Linked DNA regions of Mus musculus: region 1 is linked to region 2. A link is a contact called in public HiChIP or PLAC-seq data. All regions are on one chromosome and are shown on one strand. Each heading gives the region's core, a stretch centred on a gene start, on an enhancer-like site or on the middle of the called end of the contact. The rest is flanking DNA. Distances are from core to core; before and after follow the strand shown. Region 1 overlaps Dgat2 (diacylglycerol O-acyltransferase 2). Region 2 has its middle 65 kb from the start of Gm23040.

Region 1 (6,128 bases), core at 2,837-5,336, 580 kb before region 2:
AGTGCCATCCTTTTGTCACACTGGAGTATAAAAGGTGGGTGGTGGGCTGCATGGGCCTGTCCTTTGGTCCGTTAAAGAGCCTGCAGTGTGCAGGGACCAGGCAGACCCTACCTCCAAGGATTCTTAGTGGGAGACCTGAAGCCATGGCTCTGCTTGCCAAACTTAGACTCTGAGCTGTACCCGCTGAGGGCTGGGTGCTCCTGTTAGGTGTTTGTGTTCCAACTTGGTTACGAGTTTTAGGGAAGTTACTGTGTTAGAGCCCGGGAGCAGGAAGGCAGGAGGCTGGCTGAGTTAGTGGTTTGGGGCTGTCGTTGCTGGGAAATAAGGATAAGGAAGAATAAAGCAGCCACCCAGGGAACATGAGCCCGGTAGCCGCCAACCACTGGCACTGGGGTTCAAATAATAAGAATCTGAGGACAGGTTTTGGAAAGTCTCTGCTGTCGTGGTTGCCTAGTAACGAGGCACAAAACATCAGGTCCCTTCCCCTTTCTGGGTATGCCCTGTGTCCTCTCCCAGACAGGCCTAACACATGTTTTCCTTGTAGCTGGTGAAGACACACAACCTGCTGACCACCAGGAACTATATCTTTGGATACCACCCCCATGGCATCATGGGCCTGGGTGCCTTCTGTAACTTCAGCACAGAGGCTACTGAAGTCAGCAAGAAGTTTCCTGGCATAAGGCCCTATTTGGCTACGTTGGCTGGTAACTTCCGGATGCCTGTGCTTCGCGAGTACCTGATGTCTGGAGGTAAGAATCCACGTCAGCTACTCCTCCTGGGCTCCACTGTCAAGGTTTGAGCCTCCCCGATGATCATAGCAATACAGGGAACGGTAGTGCCATTCTCATGAGGTGCTGAACCCATGCAGGTAGATGCCTGTCGGGAGCCGCCCTAGGCTTCAGGATGCATCCTGGGTGACATCCTCTCACCCGCTTCCTAGATGGGCCAGCCGTTGTGCTGCCTATTGACTGTGCCCCTGTTGTGGTCCCCACCAGCTGGATTGCAGAGCTAGGGCTTCATAGATCTTGCTGAATTTTCTCAAAACCACTCTGTATCTTCCTCCCCATTTTATAGATAAGCAAACTGAGAATCAGAAAAAGAGAATTGCTTAGGTAGGAAGGAAGGATCCTATATCTTCTAAGAGGATAACAGGTCTGGGACCTACCTGTAGAGATTTTTATTTCATCCTTGGTTGTATATTAGGATAGGGAATACATCCGTGAGCAATCCTGATTGTGTGTCCCCTCGCCCCAGGCATCTGCCCTGTCAACCGAGACACCATAGACTACTTGCTCTCCAAGAATGGGAGTGGCAATGCTATCATCATCGTGGTGGGAGGTGCAGCTGAGTCCCTGAGCTCCATGCCTGGCAAGAACGCAGTCACCCTGAAGAACCGCAAAGGCTTTGTGAAGCTGGCCCTGCGCCATGGGTAAGTGCCTTCACACAAGTCCAGTATTTTCCTCTAGCCAGGACAATGCGTCTCTGAAGAAGGTACCTAGACCCTAGGAAGGCAAGGATAGAAGTGCCCACACTGCATGGCTTGGCTTGTCCAGGTGTAGGTTTATGCAAAGATGCATGTATGTGGCCTGTTGTCCCTGGGCACTTACGGGTAGACTGAGAAGCCAGGCCTATGTAGGACATGTGAGGGGACTTCCCACTTGAGGGGTCAGAGGTGTGAGACTCAGTGGTAGAACAGATACTTGGTTTGTGCAAAGCCTTGGGTTTGATTCCTGGTTCGAGCACATAGTCTCTCCCTCTCCCTCTCCCCCCAACCCCCCTCTCGTAACCTAGAAATGGAAAAAGAGACAAGGAAGGAGATAGCATTGTTTGAAGTACCAGGGAAAGCCAGTTGGAAGGGTGACCTTTAGACAAGAGCTGGCAGCTTGGAATACTGATCTTTCTAGAAAACCAGGGCTGTACTCTGATAAGCAAAGTCACTTTCTAGGATTCCTTAGACTTCTTGGCAGATGAGGCGAGTTGAGTACCCATTTTCCACTGTGGAAGACAGAGGATCCATGACCTGGGGATTAGAGCTGAAGGTCTAAAAGTACCTCTTATACTCTGTTATTGCTTTCCACCCACATATCAGCTATGGGAGCCTGAACTAGGGTGAGCCAGGTTCACTGCACTGACCCAGTAGTCCAAGCCATTGAGGCCCCATGAATCTTAGAATGAGCTCTTCTCTTGGGTTTCAGGAAAGGCTGCTCAATGGTGTGCTCTGTCAGGTCAGACTAATGGCAGGGAGGGACAAGGACAGCTAGTGTGCTGAGTCTGTGCCATGAGGTGAATCTGTGCCTGTGAGGAAGTTGAATTGGGTTGGACAGCAGAGCCAGGCCCTCTCGGATGACCTGGGAACGACATCCAGTGATGGGGTCTGACTGACCTGGGACTCTCTCTTGCAGAGCTGATCTGGTTCCCACTTATTCCTTTGGAGAGAATGAGGTATACAAGCAGGTGATCTTTGAGGAGGGTTCCTGGGGCCGATGGGTCCAGAAGAAGTTCCAGAAGTATATTGGTTTCGCCCCCTGCATCTTCCATGGCCGAGGCCTCTTCTCCTCTGACACCTGGGGGCTGGTGCCCTACTCCAAGCCCATCACCACCGTCGGTGAGTCCTAAGCCTCGTGTTGAAGGCCATCCTGAGCATAGCCGGTCACCCAGCTCAGAGAACATCCTTGCCATTAGGACCCCGAGGGACTGGGAGTGAGGAGACTGAGCCAGGGCCACACACCTGTGAGGACTGGGTATGGCACCACTGGGCGTGCAGCTGTAAGAGAAAGAGCTATAGGATTGGTCTGCTGCTCTACTCAATAGTGTGCCCACCCAGGAAACATCTCCTACCCTGCCGGCTGCGAATTCTTAGCAGAGAAGAGGGGGGAGGAGCCAGGTGTCGTTGTGTGTGCATGCAATCCTAGTATGGAGGACAGAGACAGAACTGGTGCAGGTTTGGGGCCAGTCTGCTCTCCATCACAAGTTCCAGGCCAGCCAGGGCTACATAGTGAAGCCCTGGCTCAACATAAAATAAAAACTGCCTAACAAGAGTTCTAAAAACAAGGTATTGATTCTTCTGAGGAACAGAAAGAAGAGTAAACAAACATAGACCCGTGGGACCTAAGGGGACAACTAGCAGTGAGTGTTTGCTTTTGAGGACAAGTCAGAGCATTCAGAAAATCAAGGATCAGGGCTGTGGGGGTGTGTGCGTGCATGTGGGTGTGGGTTTAAGCTCCTAAGCCTGAGATCTCATGGGCACGTGTGGCTCTGAAGAGTGGACTGGAATGTCCAAAGGTCAGGCAGTACCCACGTATTGAGGGTGGGCATTTTTGCCTGTGCTCCTCGCAGGGCTGCTCGTCTTGCAGGGGTGGGGTGGGGTGGGGGTACAGTGGAGTGGCTGAGGGGCCGGGACTTGAGCCAGTGCAGCCTCCTCAGCTGCAGGGTGGGAAGCTGCTGCGGGGCAGTTGGAGGGGAGCTCCGGGCACTCTTCACTCACTCTGGTGTCCCCTGATAAGATTTCAGGGCTAACCTTTTGGTGTTGGGTTACCAAAGGGGACTTAGCCCTGGGAGAAGACTTAGCCCTGCTCTCAGCCGTCACTAGTTGCCTGTGGTTCTTAGTCTAGGAGCACCACCCCCAAGAGTGCCCTTCTGGGCTGGCGTGTCTCACTCTGGCCATTGTTCAGGTCTGGTTCATATTGTTGAAATATCGTGGGGTTAGCTTCCCTGTCGTTTCTAGGGGACCAACTCCCTCAGCCGACTTCCCGGTCCTCTGGCTCTCACAGTCTTTCTGTCTCCTCTTCTGAGATGCTGTCCAGCTCTGGGTGTGGGGGTTCTATTGTAGACCTGTGCGTTAGGGCTGAGCTCCCCTGGATGAGATTTTGACCAGTTGTGGCTTTCTGTAATCACCTCTGCCTGCTGGGAAGAGAAGCTGCTTAGATGAGAGTGAGATCTGCACGCATCTACAGCTTTAAGGGATCCCGGGAGCTGTTAGGTCCAGGGGAGAACAAAGGTTAGGATGGGCCAAAAGCAGAAGCCAGGAGGCCAGCCTGGGGCTTCAGGAGCCTTGGCTGAAGCTGTGGCGGTGGGGAGGGGTGTGTATGCGTCAGGGAGAAGAGTCTGAACAGTGCTGCTGGACTGTGGGCTGGGCTGGGCTGGGCTGTGGGCTGGGCTGGGCTGGGCTGTGGGCTGGGGTGGGCTGGACTGTGGGCTGGGGTGGGCTGGACTGTGGGCTGGGCTGTGGGCTGGGCTGTGGGCTGGGCTGTGGGCTGGGCTGTGGGCTGGGCTGTGGGCTGGGCTGGGCTGGGCTGTGGGCTGGGGTGGGCTGGGCTGTGGGCTGGGCTGGGCTGGGCTGTGGGCTGGGGTGGGCTGGGCTGTGGGCTGGGGTGGGCTGGGCTGTGGGCTGGGGTGGGCTGGACTGTGGGCTGGGGTGGGCTGGGCTGTGGGCTGGGCTGTGGGCTGGGCTGTGGGCTGGGCTGTGGGCTGGGCTGTGGGCTGGGCTGGGCTGGGCTGGGCTGGGCTGGGCTGGGCTGGGCTGTGGGCTGGGGTGGGCTGGACTGTGGGCTGGGCTGGGCTGGGCTGGGCTTGAACATGTTGCAGGATGAGGCAAAGAAGGAAAGCTCTGTGAGACAGATGTTGGGTGGCAGATGGGGAAACTGAGGCTCTGAGAGGTGGCGGGGTTTGTCCTGAGTGAAGCCAAAGCTAAGCTTGTGGTCCACACCTTACTCGGGAACTCATGGCAGAGTGTGGAGCTAGGCTTCACCCGGGCTCAGAGGCCACACTCTCGGGTGGGGTCTTTCCCATGCTGCCCGTAGCACAGGGTCACCTCCCACTGGGCACCCAGGAATGGGCCACTCGGTGACGCTGACTGACAGATCCTCTGTCCCTCTTCTGCAGTGGGGGAGCCCATCACTGTCCCCAAGCTGGAGCACCCGACCCAGAAAGACATCGACCTGTACCATGCCATGTACATGGAGGCCCTGGTGAAGCTCTTTGACAATCACAAGACCAAATTTGGCCTTCCAGAGACTGAGGTGCTGGAGGTGAACTGACCCAGCCCTCGCGTGCCAGCTCCTGGGAGGGACGACTGCAGATCCTTTTCTACCGAGTTCTTGAGTGCATTTTGTTCTGTAAATTTGGAAGCGTCATGGGTGTCTGTGGGTTATTTAAAAGAAATTATAATTTGTTAAACCATTGCAATGTTAGATGTTTTTTAAGAAGGGAAGAGTCAGTATTTTAAGCTCACTTCTAGTGTGTCCTGCTCAAGGTGGAGGCTGATATTTATGGGCCTTGGTGGTTTCTTACCCACCCCTTCTAGCGTTCCCCAGACGACAGACACTTGGCCCTGGCTAGCTGGGCAAGGGCAGTCCTTAGTGACTCCAGGGATTCTTGAGAGGCAGAGGCCATGTCCCACCCGTGGCTGCAGGTCGGGTTCCTCGTACCAAGGGGAGGCTGAGGGCACAGCTGGCCCCACTTGGGGAGGGTAGATAACATCTGGACTGCCCGGCTTGGGTCTCTGCTCCTCACCCTAGCCCTCTTCTCCAATCTGAGCCTACCCTGGCCTCCTGTCTCCTGGCTAGGGACACGGCTGTCCCACAGGTGCCGTCTTGGGTTATCTCGCTGCTGTTGGCTGGTTTCACTCTGGAGGTTGGCACCATGGACACAGCTCAGCGTTGCTCTGGCGCATATCCTCCTGAGCCACACCCCAAGTCTGGTGTGAGGAAGGGCTTCTCTTCTCTTCACAGAGGTGCCTGGCTTCCTGTGCAGCACACTGGGTCCAGGACAGGAGGCCCCCCCCCCAAACCAAGCCTCACGTGTGTGCCTTTATGAGGCGTTGGGAGAAAGCTACCCTCCTGTGTATTCTGTTTTCTCCATGAGATTGTTGTGCCATGTCACACTTTTGTATATTCCTAGACTAATAAATGGAAACAAGAACAGCCTGTGAGTTGTTGCTTAATGCTGTACGTACACACTACCCATCCTATTGCACAGGACAAACCACAGAATCCCTTCAGTAGCCCTCAACCTTGGGCTTTTATGGGCTGGGTAACAACTGGCTTCAAGATTTAGTGGCTACAAGGGTGGAAAGATGGCTCAGTGGTTAAGAAGGTTGGCTGCTTTTAGGACCTTTGTTTAATTTCTTT
Region 2 (6,092 bases), core at 2,152-4,651:
GGGTTTTAGTCACTACCTGACAGGTCTTCCCATCCCTATCCATGGGACAGGGGTAGCCCATCTGCTGGCCTCACCAGGCATCTGTGAGAAAACCAACATTGTCCTTCCTGATTGTATTGCCTACCTCACCCCACCTGGGGGTAAGAGCACCACCACCCTTTTCTGGAGTGAACACCCACATGGAGGGAGGATGGCTTCCTGCATGGGGGGACGCCAGGATGTGGCGATGCTAGTTCAAGGGCCCCTGGATGGGGCTGCCAGGCTCAGGGCTGTCGCTAACACGGTGGCAAACAGAGGATTCCCTCTTCTCTGCCTTGGGTCCCAAGATAGAGCAATCATGGAGAGTAGAGCGTCTCTAACCATAAAGCACGGCGAACTCACAGACCCTGACAATATGCAGGTTCTCCTGTGCAGGCTGGGGCAAGGCTTGAGCCTGTATTTCTAACAAGCTCAGAGCTTGCTGATGCTGCCGGCCCTGCTACCTTGCTTCATGAACCAGCCTCTAGATCAGACATGTGATGCTTATGCGGCTCTGAGATGCCTCCCTCCTTCCTCATTCCAGTCTCCGTTGTTCTGAGGTTCAAAACTCACTGGGAACATGGCCTCCATTCTCTGGGAATCAATCACTCTCTCTCCTGCCTCACTCTCAGGATTGGGAAGGCTACCAAAACTACTTGCTTCAAGGGGGCCACCCTTCTGCTTGGATTATTTTTATTGTTGGTGTTAAAATTGTGTGTGCATGTGTACGTGTGAGTGTACATATGTATGAGTCAGAATTTCTTTTGCCTGGCTGGCTATGATGTCCCCAAAATCCACCTGTCCCCTTCCCACTGACACTGGGGTTATAAACACTCTCCTCCATGCCTGGCCTTTACACATGGGTCTTGGGGATTGAACCCAAGTCCTCAAACTTGCACTTTTCCAACTGAGCAGTCCTCCCTCTCCCCTGCAGCTCCCCCGCCCCCAACTGCTTTTAGTAGGAGGCAGCCGCCCCATCTGCTGAGCTTTTGGGAGCCCAGCACACAGCTTCTTGCTTCACGCACTGATAGGCTGATGAGAGAGTGCCGCTCTGGTGTCTCCATCTCAGAGCCCAGCTCTCTCTGCTTCCTGCTCCTCCCACCATGCCTGTCCACATCAGCAGCTGCCGGAGTGAGATTTATGTACCATTGGAGATTTGTAAAGAAAAGAGGGTGTGTGTTCATAAGGAAGGAAGAAACTAGCATTAAGGGTCCATTGTGTGGCAGGCACATTGGGAAACATCACTTCCGGTCAGCCCTGGGCCCTGGGAGGTGCCCTCGAAGTACCCCCATGCAGTGGGGGTGGGGCCGATGGAGTATGTGATGCTCCAAGGTGACCTGACTCATCAGCAGTGTGAGGAGTGGACAGAGACCAGCCTGGCTGCCGAGCACAGAGAAGGATGCCAGGGCAGGGGTCCAGCTGAGGACGGGGCAAGGGTCCAGCTCAAGAGCCCACAGACTGGCTTGAGCCCCTAGTGTAGCGAGTGGAGTTGGTAGCACAGGCTGGCACACACAGGGAGAGGGGGGGGCGGAGCTTGACTTCTTTCTGAGAGCAGTGGGAGGCAGATAAAGGACCAGGTCAAGGTAGCTGTGACCAGAAGTGCAATGTGTCCATTGAGTGGAGAAGAGGCACACTAACGGGAGTCAGAGGGACGGACCCCAGTGAGCGTCCTTCCACCCCCGGGTCTTAGTCTGCGCGGGCTATATGGAAGATCTCTTGTTTGTCTTCACACAGAGTTGACAAGAACATTCATACTCCTGACTTCCCCTGTCAAGACCCCCAGGAGGGGGAAGCAGAAGGCCCTGTCTTCCCGTTGGAAGATCCAGTCTAGGGAGTATCAGAGGCTTCCCCAAGATCACCCCAGTCCTGCAAGCCGTGTAGCTGTTAGAACTCTGGTCCTAGTGGCTAGAAAGGCCAGGGCCCAGCCTGGGTCAGCTAGGGTTCATCTCCAGGAGCACCGCCCAGCTGGCCTGGCTCAAAATAGCTTTCCAGATGCAAGGACATATTTTATCTTGTTCTGTTTTCCCACATGCACGCACACACACAAATAAACATCCCTGCATCTCAATGGGGCCAGGCTCTGGAGAAGGGGAAGAGAGACTGGGGCCCGGCAGACCGCCTACTGAGAGGCCCAGGTTTCATCCTTCAGTTCCTTTCGCGGGGTCAAGACTTTGCTTCCTGACATGAGTCTGGAAACTCAGGCTGCTTTCCCAGAGGCCACTGGTTTGTTCTTGGGGTCAGGCTGCTCTTTCCCTCAGGGTCACATTCTCCTCAGACATCATGACGCTGACAGGACAATACATGGGGGACTGAAGGGACCATGCATGAGAGAATTAGGAAAAAGACAACACCGGTCTGCCTCATGGTGGGGGTGGGGGCTTCCCAGCCACAGGAAGACCCCGCTGGGTTTCCTCTCTCCCCCAGAAGGTCCTGAAACCCTGGGGAGTGAGAGGTCTCTTTTCACTGAGAGCCTGCCACACACCAGCCACCTCCCCAAATACCATCCCCTTGGCCTTCCTTCTAAGCCCCTGAGGTCTCTGGGATTCATCTGCTCAGGGTTTTGCCATCATGACCAATTTCCCATCCTTAGCTCAAAAGCCTTGATATACATGGACATGCTGGCCCATGAATGCCCACTTGGAGACTGGTAGGTAGAGTCACTGAACTCAGGGCTACTTGTGCCCAGCAACTCAGGGTTGCTAAGGTAAAATAGGCTAGAGGTACAGGTTAAAGTGGATCTCCCCCAAGCACTGGTACCCATGCATGCGATCTTTCCCGGAAACAAGGTCTTTACAGAGGTAAGCAAGTTAAGCTAACCAAGGCTGGCCCTAGCTCAGCATAACTAGTGCTGTTTTGTGTGCACACACACGTATGTACACGTAGAGGCCAGAGTCAGTTGTTCCTTTTGTTTTGTTTTGTTTTTGGTTTTTTGGTTTTTTTCGAGACAGGGTTTCTCTGTGTAGCCCTGGCTGTCCTGGAACTCACTTTGTAGACCAGGCTGGCCTCACACCCAGCTCAGTTGTTCCTTTTCTGTCACTTTGTTTAACTTGGTTTTTTTTAAGACAAGGATTCCTCCTGGCCTGGAGCTTGTTAAGTAGGCTAGCCTAGTAGGCGAATGGCGTCTAGGCATTTCTCTGCCTGTCTCTGCCTTCCCCTGCTCTGGCATTATGAGCCCAGCCCGCTGTGCCCTTGGCACTTCTATGCAGGTTCTGGGATTCAGGTCCTTACGGTTTAAGGCAAGAGCTTTACTAAGTCAGATCCTTGCAATCAAGAGAAATACTTTTGCCACTGAGTCATTCCCGCCCCTCACCCTCACCCCATCCCACCCAATCCGATCCCACTCCTCCCCTCCCCAGGCCCAGCAACTTGTGCTCTGGTAAGGAGTGGGAAGCCTGGTGCAATCAGCTCAGGGCTGGATTCCAGCACCCGGCAGGCTGCAGTGTCTGAGCACAGCCTGGACTGTTAGAGGGAAAGTGGGTCTCCAAACCACGGAGAGGAAAGAGGAGATACCACACATTTTGTTGTTTTGAGCTTCCCAGTGTGTGCCACTTTGTTACTGCAACTAGGGGACCCACAGGGCAGAGTGCCACAAGTTGTCTCTGACCTCTCTGGAAGCAGGCAGAGCTGGACCCAAGAGGCACCGGCATAGACTCAGCTCAGCTCAGTCTGTCTGCTCTGCCTCTGGGTGAGCGCAGGGCACTTCCTGGGGTGTGTGCTGTGAACTCCTGGGGTGCACCCATGCTGTGAACTCCTGGGGTGCACCCATGCTGTGAACTCCTGGGGTGCACCCATGCTGTGAACTCCTGGGGTGTACCCATGCTGTGAACTCCTGCGGTGCACCCATGCTGTGAACTCCTGGGATGCACCCATGCTGCGAACTCCTGGGGTGCACCCATGCTGTGAGCTTCTGGTTTTGTTTTGAAATCTATTTTTTTTTTAACCCCAGCCCAGAAAGAAAGGCACCTATCTTTTTGTTAAAAAAAAAAATCAAATACTACTTTTTGCAAATGCCTTTTATTCACCTGGAATGAATTTTTGGGTAGCTTTGGGTCTCTTTGTTTACTGAGGTAAGGTGTCTCAGGCTGGCCTGGAATTTTCCATCCTCCTGCCTCATCCCAAGAGCTGGGATCACAAATGACCAAGTTTCACTTTAATATCTGGAAGAACAAAGCTCTCCCACTTCATTTTGCTGTTCTGGGATGTCACTCATATATATGTATATTTAATATATGTGTGCATATTAAATATATGTGTAGTATATGTATATTAAATACATATATATGGATGACCATATATATGGCCATTTTCTCCCTCCCCCTTTTCATTTTGAGGATCACACCTAGGGCCTCCCATACACTAAGGAAGTGCTCTGCCAGTGAGAATTACATTCCCAACCCTAAAAAAATTCTTAAGTTTCCTTACATAAAAGTCTCTCAAAATAATATTAATATCACCTTTTTTTTGTGCTTTTCAAGACAGGTTTTCTCTGTGTTGCCCTGGCTATCCTGAAACTCACAATGTAGACCAGGCTGGCCCCAGACTCAGATCCACCTGCCTCTGCCTCCCAGTGCTGGGTTAAAGCTGTGCACCGTCCCTGCCCAGCCCGCACCACCCCTGCCCGGCCCACAGCCATCACTATTGATCTGAATGATTTACTTTAAAATGTGTGAGCTATAACAGAGATTGATAGGTCAGAATGTGTTTTTGTGAAACGCTTCCATTCAGTGTAGATAGCAATGTATACACAATGTATTTATAATTAACTATGATGTTATCTTGCTTTACATACTGTTTTAACTTTTCTTTTTAAAGATTTATTTATTTATTATATGTAAGTACACTGTAGCTGTCTTCAGACACTCCAGAAGAAGGAGTCAGATCTCCTTACGGATGGTTGTGAGCCACCATGTGGTTGCTGGGATTTGAACTCAGGACCTTCGGGAGAGCAGTCAGTGCTCTTGACCGCTGAGCCATCTCTCCAGGCCTGTTTTAACGTTTTCTCCATTTGTGATACATCTTAAATTATGCATACTCGTGCACCCAGCACTCAGGAGGTGGAGGCAAGAGGATCTGGAATTCAAGACCATAGCAAGTTCAAGGCCAGCTTGGGCTACTTGGCAAACAGAAAAATATCTATTTGCATGGTGGGAAAAAAATAACTGCCTTATTTTTTAAAAAATAATATTTGCAAAGATTCACACTTTAGAAAAATACTCTCAGGCTGGTGAGATGGCTCAGCGGGTAAGAGCACTGATTGCTCTTCCGAAGGTCCTGAGTTCAAATCCCAGCAACCACATGGTGCGTCTGAAGACAGCTACAGTACGCTTATTTATAATAATAAATAAATCTTTGGGCAGGAGCAAGCAGGGCTCACTGGAATGAGCAGGGTTGGCCAGAAAGAGCATTCAATTTCCAACACCCAGATAAAGGCTCACAACCATCTGTACAGCTACAGTGTATACTCATATACATAAAATAAATAAATCGAAAGAAAGAAAGAAAGAAAGAAAGAAAGAAAGAAAGAAAGAAAGAAAGAAAGAAAGAAAGAAAGAAGGAAAGAGAGAAAGAAAAGAAAGAAAGAGAGAAAGAAAAAGAAATTCCTGATGAGATACTTTGGTGTGTTTCTAATAGCTCATTTTAAAAATGAATTTTGTTCCCAATGACTCTGCAATGTTGAATAAAAATAGACCTCTGGGAAATGACACTATTAGGAGGTATGGCCTTGTGGAATAGGTGTGTCCTTGTTTGGGGAAGTGTGTCACTGGGAGTGGTCTTTGAGTTTTCAGAAATTCAAGCCAGACCTAGTGGCTTGCTGTCTCTTCTTGCTGTGGATTCAAATGTAGGCTTCCTAGCTACCTCTTCAGAACCATGTCTGATTGCATGCTACCGTGCTTCCTGCCATGATGACAATTGACTAAACCTCTTGGCTGTTAACCCCAATTAAATGCTTTCCTCTATAAGAGTTGCTGTGGTCATGGTATCTCTTCACAACAATAGAAACCCTAAGACATCCTCCAAAAAGAGTGTGCTCATTAGTCCAACCACTGGCATTATATCACACTGACAACACTAAC

Evidence for each region. HiChIP or PLAC-seq counts read pairs in DNA pulled down with a chosen protein or histone mark.
Region 1: a FOXA1 HiChIP or PLAC-seq map of pancreatic cancer cells shows a contact between it and region 2. The contact joins two enhancer-like sites. A contact is called at or near these places in 4 of 39 promoter capture datasets (3T3-L1-derived adipocytes, cranial neural crest, hippocampal neurons and 1 more), 1 of 115 datasets of contacts at active chromatin or transcription factors (pancreatic cancer cells) and 1 of 9 other capture datasets (embryonic stem cells).

Annotation. Positions count from the first base shown.
Region 1 is chr7:99,153,454-99,159,581 of GRCm38.p6, reverse strand. It overlaps Dgat2 (diacylglycerol O-acyltransferase 2), which reads left to right. Exons shown (of 8, transcript NM_026384.3): 5 at 545-749; 6 at 1,255-1,429; 7 at 2,403-2,605; 8 at 4,882-5,919. The coding sequence ends at 5,036. Among named protein-coding and RNA genes, the nearest start is that of Uvrag, 15 kb to the right of the region's middle. Within about 2 kb of position 4,086, at least 128 of the 459 cell types and tissues checked have an H3K27ac peak or open chromatin away from gene starts, as enhancers often do. A contact at or near this core is called in pancreatic cancer cells, where this site is marked.
Region 2 is chr7:98,568,625-98,574,716 of GRCm38.p6, reverse strand. No RefSeq gene overlaps it. Among named protein-coding and RNA genes, the nearest start is that of Gm23040, 65 kb to the right of the region's middle. Within about 2 kb of position 3,401, at least 49 of the 459 cell types and tissues checked have an H3K27ac peak or open chromatin away from gene starts, as enhancers often do. A contact at or near this core is called in pancreatic cancer cells, where this site is marked.